Linked DNA regions of Rattus norvegicus: region 1 is linked to region 2. The links are chromatin contacts, called in public Hi-C maps. All regions are on one chromosome and are shown on one strand. The core of a region is the stretch at or near the end of the contact, and the rest is flanking DNA. Distances in the headings are between cores, read along the strand shown.

What was found. A called contact is a pair of places that touch in the nucleus more often than the background predicts.
Region 1: a Hi-C map of mammary epithelial cells shows a contact between it and region 2, with 4 times the contacts expected there. The contact joins two enhancer-like sites. A contact is called at or near these places in 2 of 12 Hi-C or Micro-C datasets (mammary epithelial cells and psoas muscle).

Annotation. Positions count from the first base shown.
Region 1 is chr8:38,832,129-38,835,108 of GRCr8, forward strand. All of the region lies in intron 5 of Arhgap32 (Rho GTPase activating protein 32), which reads left to right. Among named protein-coding and RNA genes, the nearest start is that of Rpl35l2, 64 kb to the right of the region's middle. Within about 2 kb of position 1,418, at least 2 of the 93 cell types and tissues checked have an H3K27ac peak or open chromatin away from gene starts, as enhancers often do.
Region 2 is chr8:38,258,969-38,262,143 of GRCr8, forward strand. No RefSeq gene overlaps it. Among named protein-coding and RNA genes, the nearest start is that of Tmem45b, 92 kb to the left of the region's middle. Within about 2 kb of position 1,448, at least 1 of the 93 cell types and tissues checked has an H3K27ac peak or open chromatin away from gene starts, as enhancers often do.

The sequences.
Region 1 (2,980 bases), core at 168-2,667, 570 kb after region 2:
CATCCACCTAGTGTGAATAGCTGTCATCCACCTAGTGTGAATAGCTGTCATCCACCTAGTGTGAATAGCTGTCATCCACCTAGTGTGAATAGCTGTCATCCACCTAGTGTGAATAGCTGTCATCCACCTAGTGTGAATAGCTGTCATCCACCTAGTGTGAATAGCTGTCATAAAAATTTAATAGAATGCAGAGAGTTTCTCTTGTTCTGGAAATAGATTCTTCCAGCATCTTTATGATCCTGCAGCATGCTCTGCTGTGTTGCATGTGTTTTAAAACAAATTTCTTCTATCACTCTGCTAATATTTCATAGATGAGTGTCCGCCCAAGCTTGGTTTTCTTCTTCTTTTAATAAGTACCCTGGAATAATTCTGCATTAATTAGAGCTGTGTGCTGTCTGAAGGGTTAAGTTTTTCTGTTGAAACCTTCCCAATAAAGACTTTAATCATCATTTCAAGTTAACATTTAACATTGCTCTAACTTGTTTTTGCCTTTTTAAAAACATTAGCTTTTATGTTTTATATTAAGAAAAGTATCTGTCTTGCCTTTTTAAATTTGTAAAATACTCTAAAAATTAGGTCTAACCAGAAAGCCAGTTTTCAGCCTTCTTAATTTGTCATTTTCCAAACATCAGTTTTAAAATATATTAATTATTTTTTTCTTGCTTGGTAAGTTATTTTTTATTTTCTGTTTTCTTTTCTGGACAAGAGTTGAGGAAAGCATACTTAATAGTACTTACCTAAAAAAAACCTCTTTGCCACACACAGCTCTTTCCTCTACAATTTCCGTTAATTTTGTGCTTCTAATGTCATGCATCTTTTCTTGAGAGCTGTACAATACCACAGGGATTGTTAGTAATACATGCACTTTTATCCAGTCAGCATCTGGGGCATTGCTGGGTATTTAACCCAGAGCCTTACTTAACATTACAGTTGTGCTCCACCCACTGATTTTTAATAAGCACATTCAGTTTTTGGTGTTTTCCTTTGAATAGTACTGTGGTGACCGTATTGTTGATGCTCCAGTGTATTTTGTTTAGGGAAATTAAAATCTGAAAACAGAAGGTCATTGCTATCTTCTTTAGACAACCTGGTGATCCCCAACTCCCGGAAGGAAACCAGATAAGTGCTCAATTTAGTGCTGACACTGGCTGAGCACAGTACACGACAGCCTAGAACTCTCGGGCAACCCAAGTGGGTACCATGCTGCTCCCAGCAACTTTCATTGCATTTTTTCCAAATTGCAGTGTCTCATGAACAAAAAATAATGACTTATCCACGTCACAAGATCCCCCCCCCCCATGAGAAGGGGAGGATCTCCTGTAGCATTTGTAGAAGCAATGGATTGTACTTTTGTCAGCCTGAAGCTGGACTCTTCCTCTGTGCTCTATGTCACACCGCCATCTAGTGTTAGCATGGTGAATGGACGCCATCTGTCTTTGTACCCTAGGTTTATGTATACTGTTAAGTAACTCGATGCAAGGTACAGATCAGGTTTAGTCAGAAATGTGGCATGGGAAAGGGTAAGTTTTAACCCCCGTGTCCTGAGCTTTCTGGGGAGGAGGCTAAGGAGAGCAGCTGTGGGGCTCCTCACCAGAGGGGCAGGGATGTGTGACTAAGGACAGGGAAGGCTAATAATAACACTTTTTTCTTTGAAGCCTGGACTTGTATTTATTTTGAGACAAGATTTTATGCTGGAGCCCTAGGTAGGTCTAGAACTTACAGTGTAGTCTAGGCTGGCCTTTTCTTTTGACTCTGCCTCCAAAATGCAGAGTAAAATGTTTCAGACTAACAAGCTGGCTCTGGACTCCCCTTCAGGGTGTCTGGGACACTGAGCTGTATCCACAGCCCTGTACTTTCATTTAAAATAGGGTAACTGAATAGTTTATTTTACCTGTTCGCACATGGTCTCGCTAGTTCTTCACAGCAGTTTCAGGAAAGGAATTTGAAATGAGCCTTGCTTAAGAACTTAACTGTATGCTGCAGTCATGCTGAATGTTCCTTTATAACCAGAAAACAGTGATCAAGTGCAAGAGAAACAGAGAACCATAGTTTTCAAGTGCCCTAGTTGAATACTAAAAACCCATGGGCTATATTGTTGCCTCCATTATCTGAAGTAAGTTCTTTAACGTCCCTGGCCCTCAGTTTTCTACCCCACTTATGTCACAGAATTGTGTGAGGACTAAGTGAGATGAGAGTCAAATAATAAACCACATTTTCTAGCACTCTGAAATATTTTAGACAGAAATTATTTTTCATTCATGTCTATATTTTGTGTGTGCATAGATGTGTGCCCATGAATATGCCTTGGTCCATGGGGGACAGCAGAGGACAACTTGTGGGGGTTGGTTCCCCTCTTTGTCCAGTGGCTCCCAGAGATTGAATCCAAATCATCAGATTTGGGAGCAAGCGTCTTTACCTGCTTAGCGGTCTCAGTGGCCAGCAATTCTATTTTGTAATGTGTTTTCTGAGACAGACTTACCATGTGGGTCAGGCTTGCCTAGCTTCCTGTAGTCCTAGCTGGCCTTCATGCATGACCTTCCCTATCGGCCCGCATCGCCACACCTGTCTGGAAAGGCACGAGTGCTCATATATAAGCATGGCGCAGTCTCACTTGTTTTGATGACTGATGGTGACAGTGTAGGGACTGAGGTGGTAAGAGTAACTTAACAGTGTGTTCTCCAGGGAGTCTTCCTAGCCTGAATTGAGTTTCCTCTAAAGCAAGACAAATGGGAAATGCAGCTCTAATCTTACAGTCTCATGTACATTCTATAGTGATATGAGTTCTCAGTGCCACCATCATCCATGATCTGGGTTTCTAACTGCGTATGAGTTTATCCTATTGGTATAAAAGTCTTAGGACTATAAAAAATATATGTTCCAGAGTCATAATTCATCATGAAACTTATCAAATTAACTAAATGTGCTTGAGACATAGTATTGTTGATCCGGAAACTGTGAAGGTGCTACTATGTTGGCGTTC
Region 2 (3,175 bases), core at 198-2,697:
CAAAAGTTGATTTGGTCTCTGCTTCTTCCAGGTAGGGCTGGAATTAGCTGAGAGTGACTCTCAGTAGTCTTTAATATTTGTCTATCCAGGTAGGGGTAGTGAATCTGTTCAGTTTCAGGGACTTCCTGAGGCTGTTTTGAGATGTTTACCTTTTGTCTTAAAGAACTTGCTTTTAGAACTCTTTTAGATTGAGTGTTTCAGTCTTGGGGAAACTGCTCCAGGGCTTGCACCCCAGACCTATAAACACACAGTCCTGGAATTTTCTTCTCCTAGATCTGTCATTAGCTTTGAAGTGGGCTCAAGCAATGCAGAGTGAATTTAGATGCCCATTGTAGGTTTTGGCCTCACTGGTGCAATATGGACCTAACACAGAGTCTCTGTGGGATCCCTATTTGATGGCTTGATCTGAGAGCTTAGGGAAGTTTCCTGGATAGGACCTCGTACTTGGCAGTTCTGAGTCAGCAGATTTTGAAAGGGACATCTTGACAAGCAAGCAGGTGATTTCAATGAGAAAGTGAAGGAGGGACAGGAGCCAAGGATGATAGCTGTTTCAGGACTTTGCTAGGGAGATGTAAAGAAACATCTATTTGCCCCAGATAGGAGGGTACTGGCAGATTAAAAAAAGAACTGACCAAAGAAAGCCCAGCTTACTGAACCAATGAGTTTACTGGAGTTACCTTCGAGAGGATGGGTGTTTCAAAGTCACTACACCCCAAGAAGTGCTGTGAGCAACATATGCGTATCCACCATTGAAGAGTCTCCTGTGTGACTTATGGGGAGCTAGCTATACAACTAAAGAGTCCTCCTGGATGATGTGTGGGAGGCTACATTACTGGAGAGCCTTCTGCAGGACATATGGAGAGCTATACTACTACAGAGTTCCCCTGGGTGATGTCTGGGAGGCCTATACTACTAGAGAGTTCCACCACAGTCATTGTCTGCCTCTTTGTAACGTAGGAGAGGGAAGGAGTATGAAAATCTTGTGAAGGCTTTGGAGCTCTGACTCTGATCTCGTGAGAGACTTGTGCAGGTTTTTGATCCAGAAAGGCCACGGTCAAGTTCTTCCTGAAGAAAATACGTTCCCAACAGCACCTGAAGCAAGGGTGGGTGGGTGGCCGTGACTAGTTCACAATCTTACCGAGGAGGATATAAAAAATGAGGAAACCCATTGTTACCTCAGGCTCACAAATGTCTAGGCAGGGAATTTAAGCTCTGTCCACAGGAGACTTCCAATCCAGTGTAGGATATTGAAGCTGCAGATCTTGAGGAAAGATAGCACGAAGTCAACCTGCTCTGCTCAGACCGCGCTCGTTTTGACTGAGATTTGGCTCTCGGGATTCTGGGTATCGTTCTGTCTGAAAGTTGGCTACTTTGAAAGGAAGCTGGAGAAAGTCGCTGACCCAGACACAAAGCCTCAGACCTTGGCAGCCCTAGGTCTCCCCAGGGAGCGGGTGTGCTCTGAGCTGTGTCTGCAAACGGTCAGTCGTCCAGCCTGTGCATTCCCTTTGGCTCTCTCTGCCCTTTTCTCACTTTAAGCCTGTTGTTTCTCTCAGTTTTGATTCAGATCCACTTGAAACTTGCACGAGAACTTTGAAGCTTTCTTTGCAAAAATGCACACAGGCACGTTCAGTCTCAGTGGAGGTCACAGCCGGAGAGACCTACCTGGGCACTTGGTGGTTGTTCCCACCTCTTTTTTTTATTTTTATTTTTATTTTATTTTTGTTGAACTCTCTGCGGTACTCCTGATGTTGCTCTTTCAACACCCCTCAGCTAGACTCTGAGCTGCTTGAACGCAGTGCAGTGGAAGGTAGATTTTTCTACTCATTTTCAGTATCTGCTCTCCTGTATTTCTGTAATATCGCTGTGTCAGCATAGTTCACACAGTTGAAGCATTCTTTGCAGGTGGATGCTGGGACTTCCTGACGAGAACACAAGAGGTCGGGTGTAGGGTTTTCCACTTGGGGCATCATGTTGATGTTCAGGTTTTTAGATTATAGAGCATTGCATATTTTGGAATTTTGGGTTGTGGGGCTTCTCAGCATCTCACTGTCCAACAAATTAACTATTTCAGTCTGGGCCACTTGTTGCATAATTAGAACTGCTGGTTCTAAACATGTCCTGCCCCTAGCTTGTACTATCGAGGAGGTACCTGGAAAAGATAGCCTATAGACCATGCACGGCCGCGTTTCAGACTTTCTGTCCCATTAGGTGGAGAGGCCTCCTTCCCTGTCCTAGAGTTCCTGCTACAGCTTGTGTTAACTCACACTTCGACAACTGTCAATGGCTGCGGCTTAGATTTTCTTTATCAGAGGAGATCTGAGGAAGGTGGTGGAGACAGTGGGCCGGAAAGAGGAGTTATCCCAAGTTGTTTGTCAATATCGACTCAATCTCACAAGACACCAAAATAAAGTTTTGAGGAAAAAAATGAGTAGGACTGGCAAGAGAACACCTTGGCCCCAAAGGACTTTTTAGCCACGTGAGGCTTCATCCCCCCTTGGAGTATTTCTCAGAGCAACTGCCAGACAGGACCAGTCTCTCAGCAGTTGTCACCCACTTATTAGTGGACTCTGCAGAGGCCAAGAGAAAGGGAGGGGCACTAAAAATGGGGGAAAATAAGTTTGTGCTCAGGGCCGGCGCAATTCCGTGATGCCAAGGTGACCGGCCTACGTCTCCCTCCCGGGCTGGTGTTGGGTGGCTCTGACAAGTGTCCAGAGTGCTCTTGGCCCCGCAGCATCTGCTGCCCGATTGCCATGGAGATGGCAGCTGCAGCGAAGTCCCCTTTGAGAGCACGCCGAGGAGATTTCTAGAACCATTTTGGAAGCATTTGTCTCCTCAGTGCTCACTAATCTCCCTTTCATTCGTAATTATTTTATCGCCTTGATTCTGTGCATTGGCACGGGGCCCATGGCTGATGCTGCTCCTTGCCGGGGTCCATCGGGAGGTGCCCGCGCCCCGCCGTCTGCGTGGAGATGAAAAGGGTGGAAAGAAGACGAACCCAGTGCCCTGGCTTCAAACAGGTTCTGTCTCCCGTGGGCAGCCCGGGGAGGGCCTGGCTGATTGAAGTAGCCGGAATTATGAAGCTCATAGCCTTTGAGGCCTGCCGCCCCATCCCGGCCAAGAATAATTGAACAAATAGTTTATCTGGTGCACCAACAGCTGTAGAGCCGGGCGATTT